2 separate regions of the Mus musculus genome follow, and region 1 is linked to region 2. A link is a contact called in public HiChIP or PLAC-seq data. All regions are on one chromosome and are shown on one strand. Each heading gives the region's core, a stretch centred on a gene start, on an enhancer-like site or on the middle of the called end of the contact. The rest is flanking DNA. Distances are from core to core; before and after follow the strand shown.

Region 1 (6,078 bases), core at 3,276-5,775, 83 kb before region 2:
GAATTCCATACCCCCCATTCCTTGTTTCTATGAGGCCATTTTTCTCTATTTGAGAGCATCACTGACATACCATTCCCCATCACACTATCCTGCTTGCTCTTGGAATGTTGTGGTACCCTGCCGGTGCTCATCTGTTCTCTCTCCTCCACCAGCTTTTTTACCTTAAGTCGGTTGACGTCTCTCAAGCTTTGATGCTCCTCCTCTGGTTTTGTTTGTTATTGAGAACTTACACCTTTTAGTGTGCTTTCTCTCACTTAAATGAAGCCTTTGTAGGAGTGAGAGAGCAAAATGAACTTATGCCACCACATTGAACTTGATGTCAGGTGGTTTGCTCTAAGCATTTATGTGACTTTACTCCTGGTTACATAAATACAAATAACAAAGCCTTTGTGAACATCTCTGCTGATGGTGGAAAACAAGCTGTGGAATTAGCCCCTGCTATTTTTAATGCTATGCAAAAGCAGGGGACTAGAGGATGACCCCACACAAGGAGGCGCTGAGGAAGTGCCTTCTGGAAATAGAAATGTACTTACTGCAAAACTAAGAGATTTGCTTCTGGTCAAAATGTTCGGTGTCTTAATTAGTGTTCTATTGCTGTGGAGAGACACCACGACCAAGGCAAATCTTAAAACATGACCACAGCAACTTTTATAAAGGACATTTCATTGGGGCTGGCTTCCAGTGTTAGAGGTTCAATCCATTATCATCATGGCGGTTCACAGCATGCAGGCAGACATGGTGCTGGAGAAGGAGCTGAAGGGTCTACATCTTGATCCAAAGGCTGCCAGAAGACTCTCCCTTCCGTATTGGATGAAGCTTGAGCCTAGGAGCCTCAAAGCCGACCCCACACACAGACTCACTTCCTCCAATAAGGCTACACCTCCTAATAGTGCCACTTCCCATGGGCAAAGCCTACTCAAACCACCACACTCATGGTCTAATCTTTTTTCACAAGACTACTTCCAAATATCATCACAGTGACATTAGGTTCCCACAGATGGATTCAGCTGACATATTCAAGCCATGTGACTATCTTGTAAAACCAACCTACCAAGGTAGATTTTCCTTGAAGACCATTGAAGACCATTAGCTCTTCAGGATTTTTACCAATGGCTTCATTAAAAATGTGTTCCTTTTCCCCCCACTCTGTTCTTTCAAAACATCATTTTTGACACAACTTTTATAGACATTTTGATCATGAGGTATGGAGCATATTGGCTTCTAGGTTATGTTTGAGCTGTATGTTTAAAAACTTCTGGAAAAAGGAAGAATTAAAAGATTTTGAGTTTCCTTTGGAAAGTGCTGCCTACACCATTTGTCACTAAGTAATAAACACCAACTTCTGTCTAGACTCTCAGCTGTTGCCAGGACACCCTGGAATCCCGATGGAAATTCGTTTGAATTGCTCACTTCCAATCTAAAATGATCTTTCCTTTTTGGCCACCAGGTTTCTGTAGGTCAGAAAAGCAGAGCTTTGGAACAGAGCTTCTATCTGTCCTGGTTCAAAGGAAGATGGCGTGGTGTGATTTTGCGATGTGTGGGCTTGATCGGAACCACAGGCAGCGAGCCTTTTCCTGTTCTCTAAAAGACGGAGCTCATTCATTGAGCTCTGTAAGGAGGAACTCTGGGAGACAGACACTCGCTGGACCCTGATGAAGGACACATGTCAAGGTGACTGCTTGACCCTGACTTGTCGTGATTAGGCGGGGGATGATTCTATTTACTGAATTTTCAAGGCCTTGTAGCCACCTTCCAGCCTGCATGCTGGCTTGTTTCTTAGAGATGAATTGGCGAGGACTGTCAAGTTTTCAGGTCTATGAGTTGGCAGTATTGGCTTGTAGTGCTTGCTTCATGGTGCCTGTGGAAAGCTCAAACTTTCTTTCTACACTGCGGGTGTGTTTACGATCTCCCTACTGTATGATTCTTTCTTAGCTCGATATATACAGCTTGACTTTGGATGAAGGTTTTCTGTATTATGGCAGGAAGCCTTCTGTGATAGACCCCTTAATTATTCCCTTCTGGAGTTTCCCTTTTGTAATCTCCAGCTTTCCAGTGAGGCCAGTTGGACCAAGTAGCTCATTTGTAATCCATACAGTATTAGAAATGTGGCTTCTGGTATTGGATTGCAGAGGTGACTTCTTCACTGGTCACTCTGATGTCACCAGTTGCCATGTTACAGGCTGTCTAAAGGAGAGGGCTGTGTGAGGAGGAACTGAGGTTGGTTTGAAGGCAATAGTTATTGAGTTGAGGGCCCCCAATCCCATAGATCATGAGAAACTGAACTCTGCCAACAATCCCATGAGCCATCTTGTTAGAAGTCACTTTTACCGTGAAGCCTTGAGATAGCTGCTCCTCCTGACATCCCAATTGAAGCCTGGTTAAACATCTTTAGCTAGAGAACCTGGAGAAACTGGACTTAGATTCCTCATCACAGATACCACAATTTACTTGATATTTGTTGGAAGAAGCTGTTGAGTTTTACAAGTGATCTATTAAGCCGTGAAGGATACGTGCTAGCTTGGATATGGATATGGTTTGTGGATATTATTCAAAATGTTCATAGGCTACAGGCTTTGTCCCTATCACAGTGGTACAGAGAAATCATTATGAGGGTGGTATGGAAACCAGAGGGTAACAACGGGTGTCTTTCTCTATCATTATCCACTTTATTATTGTTTTTGAGACATAGTTTCTTATTGGACCTGGTACTTATCAATAGTTAGATTGTTTATCCAGGAGTCTACTTGTCTCCACGCTTCTCCGCACTGCTTGGGTGTTGCTGTGCTTGGCTTTCTACATGGCTGTTGAAGACACAAACTCCAGTCCTCATGCTTGCATGATGGATACTTCAGTGACAGAGCTGTTTCCCCAGCCCAAAACTCGATGCTTAGAAAGAACTTTTAGCAAGTTCACCTGTATTTTCCTCTTTAGTACATCAAATTGTTGGGAGAGAGGACATAGAGATATAGAAAGCTTTGAATCTAAAGATGATCAGATCCGATGTCTGAACCTAGCCTGGGGTCAGATCCACCTGAAGCTGGAGTTACAGGTGATTGTGTGTCTATCCTCTGGAAGAGCTTAACTGCTGAGCCATTCTCCAGCCCTTAGCCAACACGGCAAGAGAAGCTTTGCCCATACTGACACGCTCGTGCCCATGAATCACTTCTCAACCAGGAAAGGTAAGCCAGGGAGGGCTTCATCCACGTGTACTGGGAAGGAACACACTGGGGAGTCTTCTGTGATAAACGAAGTCAGACAGATGGGCCATGACTGCTTTGAAATGCTATGTCCTGGAGGGCTCAAGAAGAGCAAGAAAGAAGATGAACAGAATTGAGGAAGTAGAGATGACACTTCCCCTTCTTTTGAAATCGCTTTCTTCTCTAGTTAGCCTCTAATAGTAGTCTTGTGTGGGCTGAGCCTCCAGATCCGCGGATGCTTGGAGTGGCATCTTCAGACTTGGCCTTAGATTAGCATGGGCTTTGTGAGGTCAGGGATCCAGAAACAGCTCTTGGATGGGCTCTCTTTCTATTGCATGTAAGTAAAGCCACACTTTGATGTCGAAGCAATTGCTGGGTGATATGAAGGTACTCTGTGTCTTTAGAACAGCCAGGTCTGTAATAGGGCTCTTGGGATGTGAAGTTGGCTCAGCTTTTCTGAAGCAGAAGGCTCTGAGGCACCATGCCGCAGGCCTGTGATTCCACCAGAGCTGTGAAGTTGAGAGTTGAACATCTGCTGTGTGTTCTCGTCTTGTTACCTGAGGGCTGCATTGAGAGCTGCTTTGGGCTGCAGCCCGTGGTTTGATTTAGAAGTGCTTACTTCAGTGTTTGAGTCCTGAAGGTTTCATTTGGGGGAGAAATCCTGAGGGGGAATCCTTCCCTCTCCCCCACAATAGAGAAGGTGTGTTCTTTGTGGAGAATTCCCCTTTTGTGTGCAGGCAGCTGGAGGTCACCGGCTAGACAGAACATCTCTGGTTTGACAGCAAGGGCTGGGTGTTGTTGATGTAGGGGCTTTCACGGAAGGCAAGCGAAGTGCTAAGATTTCCTTTATGTAAAAACATTAGAATTACATTATAAGAGGCAGATTTATAAGGCATCTTTGACTGCGTTAGTAGACTTTATTAGACTTCAGGGGCCCACATATTCCCAGTGCAGTGCTGGGCATGGTACAGTAATAGATAGAACCTGGCTCCTATGCGCTGACTTGTGCTACATGGGAAGTAGGGGCAGAATGGTTTTTCTTTTTGGCTCATATCATACAAGTGGGGAGGTAACATCCGGTGTGCATATTGTTTAATCTACCCTTTATTGCTTTTATCTACTATACTTATATGTCAGGTGCGTTTTCTCGAGAAGGCCATGTGTGACCATTTCAAGCAAATTGCATTGAGCCAATGCATATTGCTAGAACATGGAAATAGGAAGTTCTTTCCTGCGGTAACTTGCTGTGGCAACAAGAGATAAGAAATTACTTCATGGCTATTGCTTGAGACTTTCCTTTTGACTTGTGTAGCCTTCTTGAGCAGATCACTTCTGCTTTCTGTCCGGCTTGGAGGCTGGGCAGTGTGAACTAGCAGCTGAAGCACAGGCTGACAAGTTGTTAGTGGGTATGACATTTAAATAATGGGCGTTTATGTGTGAAGACGATTCTGAAAAGTAAGGTTTGCAAACTGGGGGATGGCTATACTTTTAGGGTTAAGAAGAGTGACTTCCACAACATATGCCCTTAGTGATATTTATTGGATGAATAAATGATTATTAAAGTTGTTCATAAAGGTCATGCAAAGGTGTTGTACTACTTGGTTTTGTGTAAGCTGAATAAACCATTTCCTCCCCAAATTGCTTCTTGGTCATGATGTGTTGTGCAGGAATACAAACCCTGACTAAGACAAGTATTCATTGTTTCTGTTACCCAGGCAACTGAGAAAGCAACATTTAGAGAGGGTTAGGTTGAAGCAGTGGAGGATCTGAGAGTGTGAGGAGAAGAAAGAATGTATAGAGAAATGAATATAAAAATGTCAGAAAAGTGGGAGTGATATTATGGTGGTGGAAATGGCAGAGGGGAAGGAACACTGCAGACAGTGGAGGTGACAGAAGAGGGGAAGGAGATGGTGGAGAGGTGGAGTGAAAATGATGATGATTGTCAGTGTACTTCTTGGGGTACATTATTGGTGTCTATTGTCTACCACCCTTCCAACCTTTATTCCATCCAACTTCCTTTCAACCCAACACTAGGTAGGAGACAAAGAAGGTTAGAGGGGAAAGGGAACCTAGACCTCTTTAGACTACTTCCTGCTGACTAGGGCTGTCAGGTTCCTTGGGCCAAATCCAATCTCCATCCAGCAATCTAACAAAACAGAAAACCAGTAATCCAACAAGAGCAAATGGAGCAGGAACAGGAGCCAGAAGCAGTGGGGGCAGCAGCTGCCATAAACCCTCTCAGGCTATCAAATTTATACACTCTCAAGAATCTCCAGAATTCCAAACACAAACTGTCTGTAGTTGGCAAAAATCATGTCCTTCCTAGAGCACAAGGCAATCATAGTCAGCAGATGTGGATGCTCTGAAGCAGCCCTGTATCCCACACCTGGGATTAAAACAAAAATATATTCATGTAGTATAGCTGCATTTTAAAAGAAACCCAAATTTTTACTACAGGTGATAGTAGAGAGGGTTTCTGGATGGATGATGTGACATCCTAGACACCAAGGATTACACCTAGACAATTATTACATAGACTACACACGTACAGGTAATAGCAGTGATACTAGGGATGGTGGGGATGAGTGGAAGGTAACGGATGGTAGTAGAGATGGAGGAGATGATAGCAGAGTAACAGAGCAGGTGGAAAAGGGAGAAGTGACAGAGATTTTTGTAGTAGAAGTGATGGAAGGTAGACAGTAGACGTAATGGAGTGATATAGAGATCTTAGGGTATCAGTGACAGAGGAGGTCGCTGGTAATAGTGGTGGTGGTAGATATGATAGTGGTGGTAGTGGTGGTATCAGTGGAAACTGTGGGCAAGTTGTTGGAAGTGACAGTGATGAAGGCGATGATGTCATGATACAGCCACGGAGACATAG
Region 2 (6,695 bases), core at 2,437-4,936:
TGTCCACTTTAGCAACTAGCTTTAATTGCCAGCTTAGTATAATCTAGAATCATCTGGGAGGAGAATCTCAATCAGGGATTATCTACTTTGGTCTGTCCTGGGGCATTTGTGAGGAATTGCCTTAAGTTAATTGACAGGGACTGACCCAGCCCACTGTGGGCAGCACCATTCCCTAGGCAGGGAGTCCTGGATTGTGTAAGAGTGAGATGAGAACAAGGAAGCGAGTGGGCATATAAGCATTTATTTCTTTCTACTCTTGAATGTGGCTGTGATGTGATCAGTGGCTTCAGGTTTCCACACTTGTGACTTCCTCAATAGTAATGGCTTAAAGCTGGAATTATAAGTTAAAATAAACCCGTCTCCCTACAGTTTGCTTTTTGTCATGGTGTTTCACAGAAATGAAACTAGAATGTCAACACATTACTGTGTAATTCTTGCTAAAGACTAGGATCATTGAACATGTATGAGTAATTGCATGTGTGTGGGGGGAGGTCAAAGGTCAACCTCAGGTATTACTCTGAGAAACCATACATACATTTTGTTATTTGAGTCTCTCATTGTCCCGAAGCTCTGGCTAGCTAACAAGTTCCAGCAATCTGCATGTTTCTGCCTCCCTAATACTGGCATTACAATCATATCACCACATCTGGATTTTAAGCATGGTTTCTAGGCATCTACCTGAGGCCCTCAAGCCTTTCAGCAAGCACTTTACTGACTGTGCCATCTCCTCAGCCCTCAAATGAGACACTTGTTCCAAGGCCAAAAGAAAAGTCTACTTTTCTTCAATTAAAAACTATGCATATATTTTCCTAGAGAATTGACCCCCAAGTTTTAGATCTATTTTAGAGAAAACTTATTTATTTATTAGAATAAGATGTCAGTTTTCTCTATGTCATTCAAACAGGAAGAAAATAGGTTGGGAGAAATAGCTCATTAAACTTTAAATATCTGTGAAGGTTGAAATGGTCTCATAAATTGCTCAATCGCCTGTCAGTGTTTTCAACCTACCCAGTGAGAAAGCCACATGAAGGTCTTGAAACTGACTAGTTCATGGGTTCCACTTCCTGTTGTGAGGAGGAAAATGTGTCTTAAGACTCTGTAAAGCTCTCAAAGGTTGTTTTCATTACTTCTTGTAGAACAGTTGGGGGTTTCATAGTCACATCTATCAAGTGAAACTGAAACCCTCACTAGTTTGTTATTTCAGTTAGCAGCTTTGCCGTGAGGAAGGGCTGTCAGGGCAGGGTTGGATGGCAAGGAGCTTGCTGGAAGTGATGGAACACTGCTCAGGGGACTGTTGACCTGATGTGGATGTCCAACTCTCAACCCAGACTCAGTGCAAGAATCTAGCTGTAGACCTGGGACTGATAATAGGAGACATGAAGACGCACAGTTTTGACTTGGATTTCTCTGGAAACCACCTTAGGCTTGATGGTGGAGCTGAAGAGCCAGCAGTGTCCCTGGGAGCCATCACACAATGGAGACTCAGGTCCCTGTTCCATGCACCAGGAGCCAAAGAATACAAAACCTCTTCTGTTCTTTCCTTCCAGACTTCAAAGCTGTTCCCCAGGCATTGTGTCCTACTTGGGGGTTCTTTTTAAAAGCTGCTGTTGCTGTTTGAAACAATGTAGTTTCATCTTGTTTACCTGGGCTTCCAGCCTTCTAGGAATCAACTTGGCCATCTCTGCTTTTTCCCACAACCCTGGTTCTTAGTTACTTTGCTTGCCTTTTAGGATCCCAGAGTCCCCAAGTCTTACCTACAAGGAAGTTCATTTATTACCTGTGTCATCAGCCCCAGCACTCAATTTGGACAATATTGTGTGACCAGTAGGTACTAATTGGGTTTCTTGATCTCAGGATAGTGGTGTAAAAATAAAAAAAAAATAAATAAAAAATAAAAAATTAGCCCAGAGACTAAGGAATAGTAGAGAATCGTAGACCAAGAAGTTGGTAGTGTGGGAAATATTCGGGGAAGGAAAGATAGATGGAGCTCCTTAACAGGACAGTGTGTTTAGACTTGATTAGCAGGCCATGACTGACACATGTTGAATCTGTTTAAAAATTGCCCTCAAAGAGATCAATCAATGATCCAAGGGAAGAAAGGATGTTTCTAAAACAAAACAAAACAAAGCCAACTCAGGGTTTCCCTGGTCTTGTATCCATGAAGAAAAACAATTTAACCTCAACTCCAACCTCCCTGCTGAGGGAAATGGGAGTCATCCTTACTCTAAGATGATGGGTTTTGCTTATTAAGTGTTTGCTTATCTTTGTACACTCCATGATGCATTGATATGTGGTTATTTACAGGAACAGGATTTTTAGTTATCAGAATATTTTCACAAATAAATCTTGGCAGATATGCTTGAGACTTATGGGATTAGAAATCATACATACATACACACATACATACATACATACATGCTTACATACATAATACACACTTACATACATGCATACATACATACACACATACATACTTACATACATACATACATACACACACATACAAACTTACATAAATACATACACACTTAAATACATGCATACATACATACTTACATACATACAAACTTACATACATACATACACACTTACATACATGCATACATACATACACACATACGTACTTACATACATATACACACATACAAACTTACATACATATATACACACATGCATACATACTTACATACATACATACATATTTATGGGCTTAGAGTGACTTTTCCTTGGGTAATATTGAGTGAATTTTCCTTGTTAAATCTTGGCCTGTTGCTTTAAAAAAATTCCTATTTTCAGTATAGGTTCTATTCCCTTGTAAACATATGGCAGAGCCACAGCTGCCATCCATCAGTAGTTAGATATGTGGACTTCTAGCCAGATGCAGCCAGAGAACCATACATTTCATGAAGTTACCTACCAACTTTTAGAACATTTTAATTGAATGCTTAAAAATTAAAAAAAAATCTCTGCTTGTTAACATAAATGAAATCTATTTAAACCTGAAGGATTTTAGCATAGATGCCGTGGAAGAAAAATGAAGTTTTCTAAAGCTAAAATTCTGTCTAATGTTTGTATACATACATGTACACAGACAGACAGACAGACACAGCAGGAGAGGCATTTGCAAGCATATTTTTTCCTTTGGGATTCCCAGTGTTTTTTGGAATCTGATTTCATATGACTTGATGAAAATGTGCTGTGAGAAATGTGTGTATTTTGTATAAATCCTCATGTCTGATTTGAATATTTGAATATTTATCTTCTATAAGACATGTGAGAAATATTCAGAGATAAAGATAGAATGAGATATGTATATTAGGCTGCAAATAAGAAATTCTCAATCGAGGGGCTTTAGAGTCTCTGAAGAGTCCAAGAAGAGATAAATAATTTTTCCTGCATATTAGCAAGACCACGAAGTTAGTGTGATGTGAGCATTTAATAGCTTGAGATGGAAACAATTATTCTCCAGTTTTACTTAAAATAGTTGATATGATTTAGAAACTAAGGGGAGAAAGAAAAGATAATTGTTTCTTGAAATGTATTTCATGATGTTTTCAAACTTCAACAAAGCCTGTGCCATGCTAACCTAAGCAGTAGCAAGAGCTGCTTGTGGGAGGAAACAGGAAGCGGTGCATACATGCCTGTTACTCTTTTTCCCAGGTTCGGCTCAATGTATATCGATTCTAATTAGCACATTTTGTGCCTCAGCTGGTAGCTTCCCTTGAGCTCTGCTTGGAGAGGCTTTTTTTCTTTTTTAGAATCCACCCCGCTCATAAACACTGCCACCCCCTCCCTCCCTCTCTCTTTACAAATGTTACAACACAATCAGAAATTTTCTCTTTTCTTTCCTTCCTGCATTTCCAGCAGGTTCCCTTGCGTCAGAAGCCCAGGAAGAAAACTCAAGGTAATTCGATTCCTTTTGTTCCTTTATTCCTTTCTTGTCCGTTAGTGTGATTTTTTTTCTCTCTCTCTCTCCTGGATGCCTCCTTGGGGTGGGTTGGGGTGGGGGGATCAGATTCTTGACTGTCTGAATCTTAATATCAGGAGATGGGTGCCAGATTAATTTTTTTTTTTTTTTTTTTTGAGAAGCTGGCACTGAGTCCGGGAAGTCACCGTGTTCCTAGGTGGGCTTTAACCCTTCCGTTCCTATTGCATAACTGCCTCTGTTATTGTGGGAAGAACCGGCGTGTCTACCACAATGTGGCTTCCAGCCCCTGAGTCTAACGTTTTCAACTTACTCTCTTTAACTCAGGTTCTTAGACCCATACTTGCATATAAGTGTCTTTGCCCGGGTTTTCTAGGCACGGAATGGAGGTTTAAAAATAGAACAGATACATGATTTTTAAAAAAATATTCACTTTGCATGAATGAAAACGTCTAATCCTCGCCGTGCAAAAAGCTAAACCTTGCCTTTTATTTTGTCACCTGAGTCCGGGTCACACTCACCTGTCCATGCAACTCTTGCAGGGTTTTTCAACATGAGTCGGAGAAGGATATCCTGTAAAGATCTGGGCCACGCTGACTGCCAGGGTTGGCTGTACAAGAAAAAGGAAAAGGGAACTTTTCTAAGCAACAAATGGAAAAAGTTCTGGGTGGTGCTGAAGGGCTCATCGCTGTATTGGTATAGCAATCAAATGGTGAGTGACCTCCTCCTGCCCTAGCCCCTTTACCAAAGCGTGGCTTCCAGAGTGCTGGCCGGAGGATGCCCATGCGGAAGGGATTCTCTGCGAGTTGGAACAGAGCAAGCTAGCAGATTTGTTAGGGGACTCATTTCTGCCCCAGGAACCATGTAGGTTAATGAGCTGTGCTGTTCGGGAGAAGCCATCTGGCTTCATTATTCTGATTGGAGAGGAAGAAAAGGGGCCCTAAATATATCCTTGCTTAAGGAAAGAGCCCTCGGGTTCCCCTGATTTTATTATTTTGTGAGATCCTAATAGTTTCAGGATCTGTCTGGATATCATTTGTGTGTGTGTGTGTGTGTGTGTGTGTGTGTGTGTGTGTGTGTGTGTGTGTGTGTGTGGTGGTGGTGGGGGAGGTTGCATTGCTAAGGTCTATTAAAAAGGGACTCAGCTTTGCCCTCTATTGAGGATATTAATCCATCAGTTCAGGGAGTGATCTCCATCCTTTATCCACTACCTTCTCTTCTCCTGAGATGGGTTGGTTTGGGATGGCTAACCTGTATGCCAGCCTTGTGGAGGGACTGGTGACATTGTTCCATGGTGACATTGGTGTCCAAGCATTGTAGAGGGCAACATTCACTGAGATAGTTGCTGAATTTATCCTTTGATGGGCACACGCTACTGGGGTGAGCTTCATGGTTTGGCTGTAGAAAAAGAGCTGGAAATGAAGTTATTGTATTGTCCTTTGCCTCTAGAGACATTCTGAGAGGAATGTTAGTGTTGTGGAAGAGCTTTGCTGGTGGATCTGTCACTGACTCTGGTGAATGGGAATCCATTGCAGATCTTGAGAGAACTGGGGTCCCTTTGTTGTAGAAGAAATACCCATAGAGACGCTCTGTTAAACCATTTAAGGGACCAGTGCTAAATGAAGCCAACCCAGGACTGGGTAGATTTCCAAACAAATACAACTTCCTTCTTAAGTGAAATTAAGGTTAACATAAATATTTTATGTTTTCTATTATTTTATTTTTAATTTTTGAATTATTTATTTATTTATTTATTTATTTATTATTGATTGATTGTATGTGTGTGTGTGTGTGTGTGTGTGTGTGTGTGTGTGTTTGGGTATATGTGTGTCATCACTCATGTGTGGAAGTCACAGGACAACTTACAATAAGGAATTGTTTCTATAGCATAGGTCCCTGGGATTTAACTCAAGTGGTCTACCTTGGCCACAAGCATTTTTATCTACTGAGTCATCTCTCCAGCTTCTATTTCCTATTATTCTAAGCTATGGCATTTTGGGTAGTTATCATGGAGTGACTGTCACCTAGATGCTCCTTAAGACAAGCTGATCTCAGTTACCCTATACATAGCACTGGGGGATTTCTTGAGTCTGTGGGATAGTTGGGTATTGGAACTGCTGCATCTATGGGACATAACAGGGCTCAGAGATAAACAGGCCATTTAGCATATCTCTCCCATCTTTCCGCCAGATGGCACCATCCCTGTCTTAGTAGAATGTGAAAACGTCCTCTCTGGACCCACACAATTACCACTTGGCTCATTTGGCTTCTTCAGCTTCTGTTTCTCTTAGGAGAGTAGAGCAGGTTACTTTTAGGTTTCAGACATCCCTAATCTTAGACATCAGGAATCTCACTCTTCTGTATGGAGCAGCCATGTTGGCTTAGACTAGGGAGGGGGAAGAAGATGGAGTCTTAGATGCCTGTGGGTTCCCCATCCCTGTGTGTTTTCATTAGATGCAGAAAGTAAGCTTTGGGATACTGGTCATGTACTTTAGTGTCATTAAATTAGTAGCATTAGCCTGAGAATCAGCTTGCTGTTAATTGCCCAGGGAGATAGAGGATTATAAATGGTGTACAGAAGAAAGAGTTTTCTGTGGAGGACTTCTCATGTTGTTTTGCTTTCTCTCTTTGCTGCAGTCATTCCTGACATCTCAATTGTGTATTTGTTATGGGTAGACCTCAATTAAGATTTAATTAGCAGTCTGTTCCTTATTCTTCTTAGAGGACTTTGTGACTCTATTCTTTGTGACTTTGTATATAGTATGATGAT

Evidence for each region. HiChIP or PLAC-seq counts read pairs in DNA pulled down with a chosen protein or histone mark.
Region 1: an H3K27ac HiChIP or PLAC-seq map of the HPC-7 cell line shows a contact between it and region 2, with 9 times the contacts expected there. The contact joins the enhancer-like site here to the promoter of Ipcef1 in region 2. A contact is called at or near these places in 1 of 39 promoter capture datasets (neutrophils), 15 of 484 Hi-C or Micro-C datasets (the HPC-5 cell line, LSK cells, bone marrow and 11 more), 4 of 115 datasets of contacts at active chromatin or transcription factors (CD8 T cells, the HPC-7 cell line, bone marrow-derived macrophages and 1 more) and 2 of 9 other capture datasets (adipose tissue and liver).

Annotation. Positions count from the first base shown.
Region 1 is chr10:7,061,583-7,067,660 of GRCm38.p6, reverse strand. No RefSeq gene overlaps it. Among named protein-coding and RNA genes, the nearest start is that of Ipcef1, 84 kb to the right of the region's middle. Within about 2 kb of position 4,525, at least 66 of the 459 cell types and tissues checked have an H3K27ac peak or open chromatin away from gene starts, as enhancers often do. A contact at or near this core is called in the HPC-7 cell line, adipose tissue, bone marrow and 7 more, where this site is marked.
Region 2 is chr10:6,977,456-6,984,150 of GRCm38.p6, reverse strand. Ipcef1 (interaction protein for cytohesin exchange factors 1) reads left to right here and starts at 3,686. Exons shown (of 9, transcript NM_001170800.1): 1 at 3,686-3,904; 2 at 4,468-4,637. The coding sequence starts at 4,479. It also overlaps a transcript of Oprm1 not described here.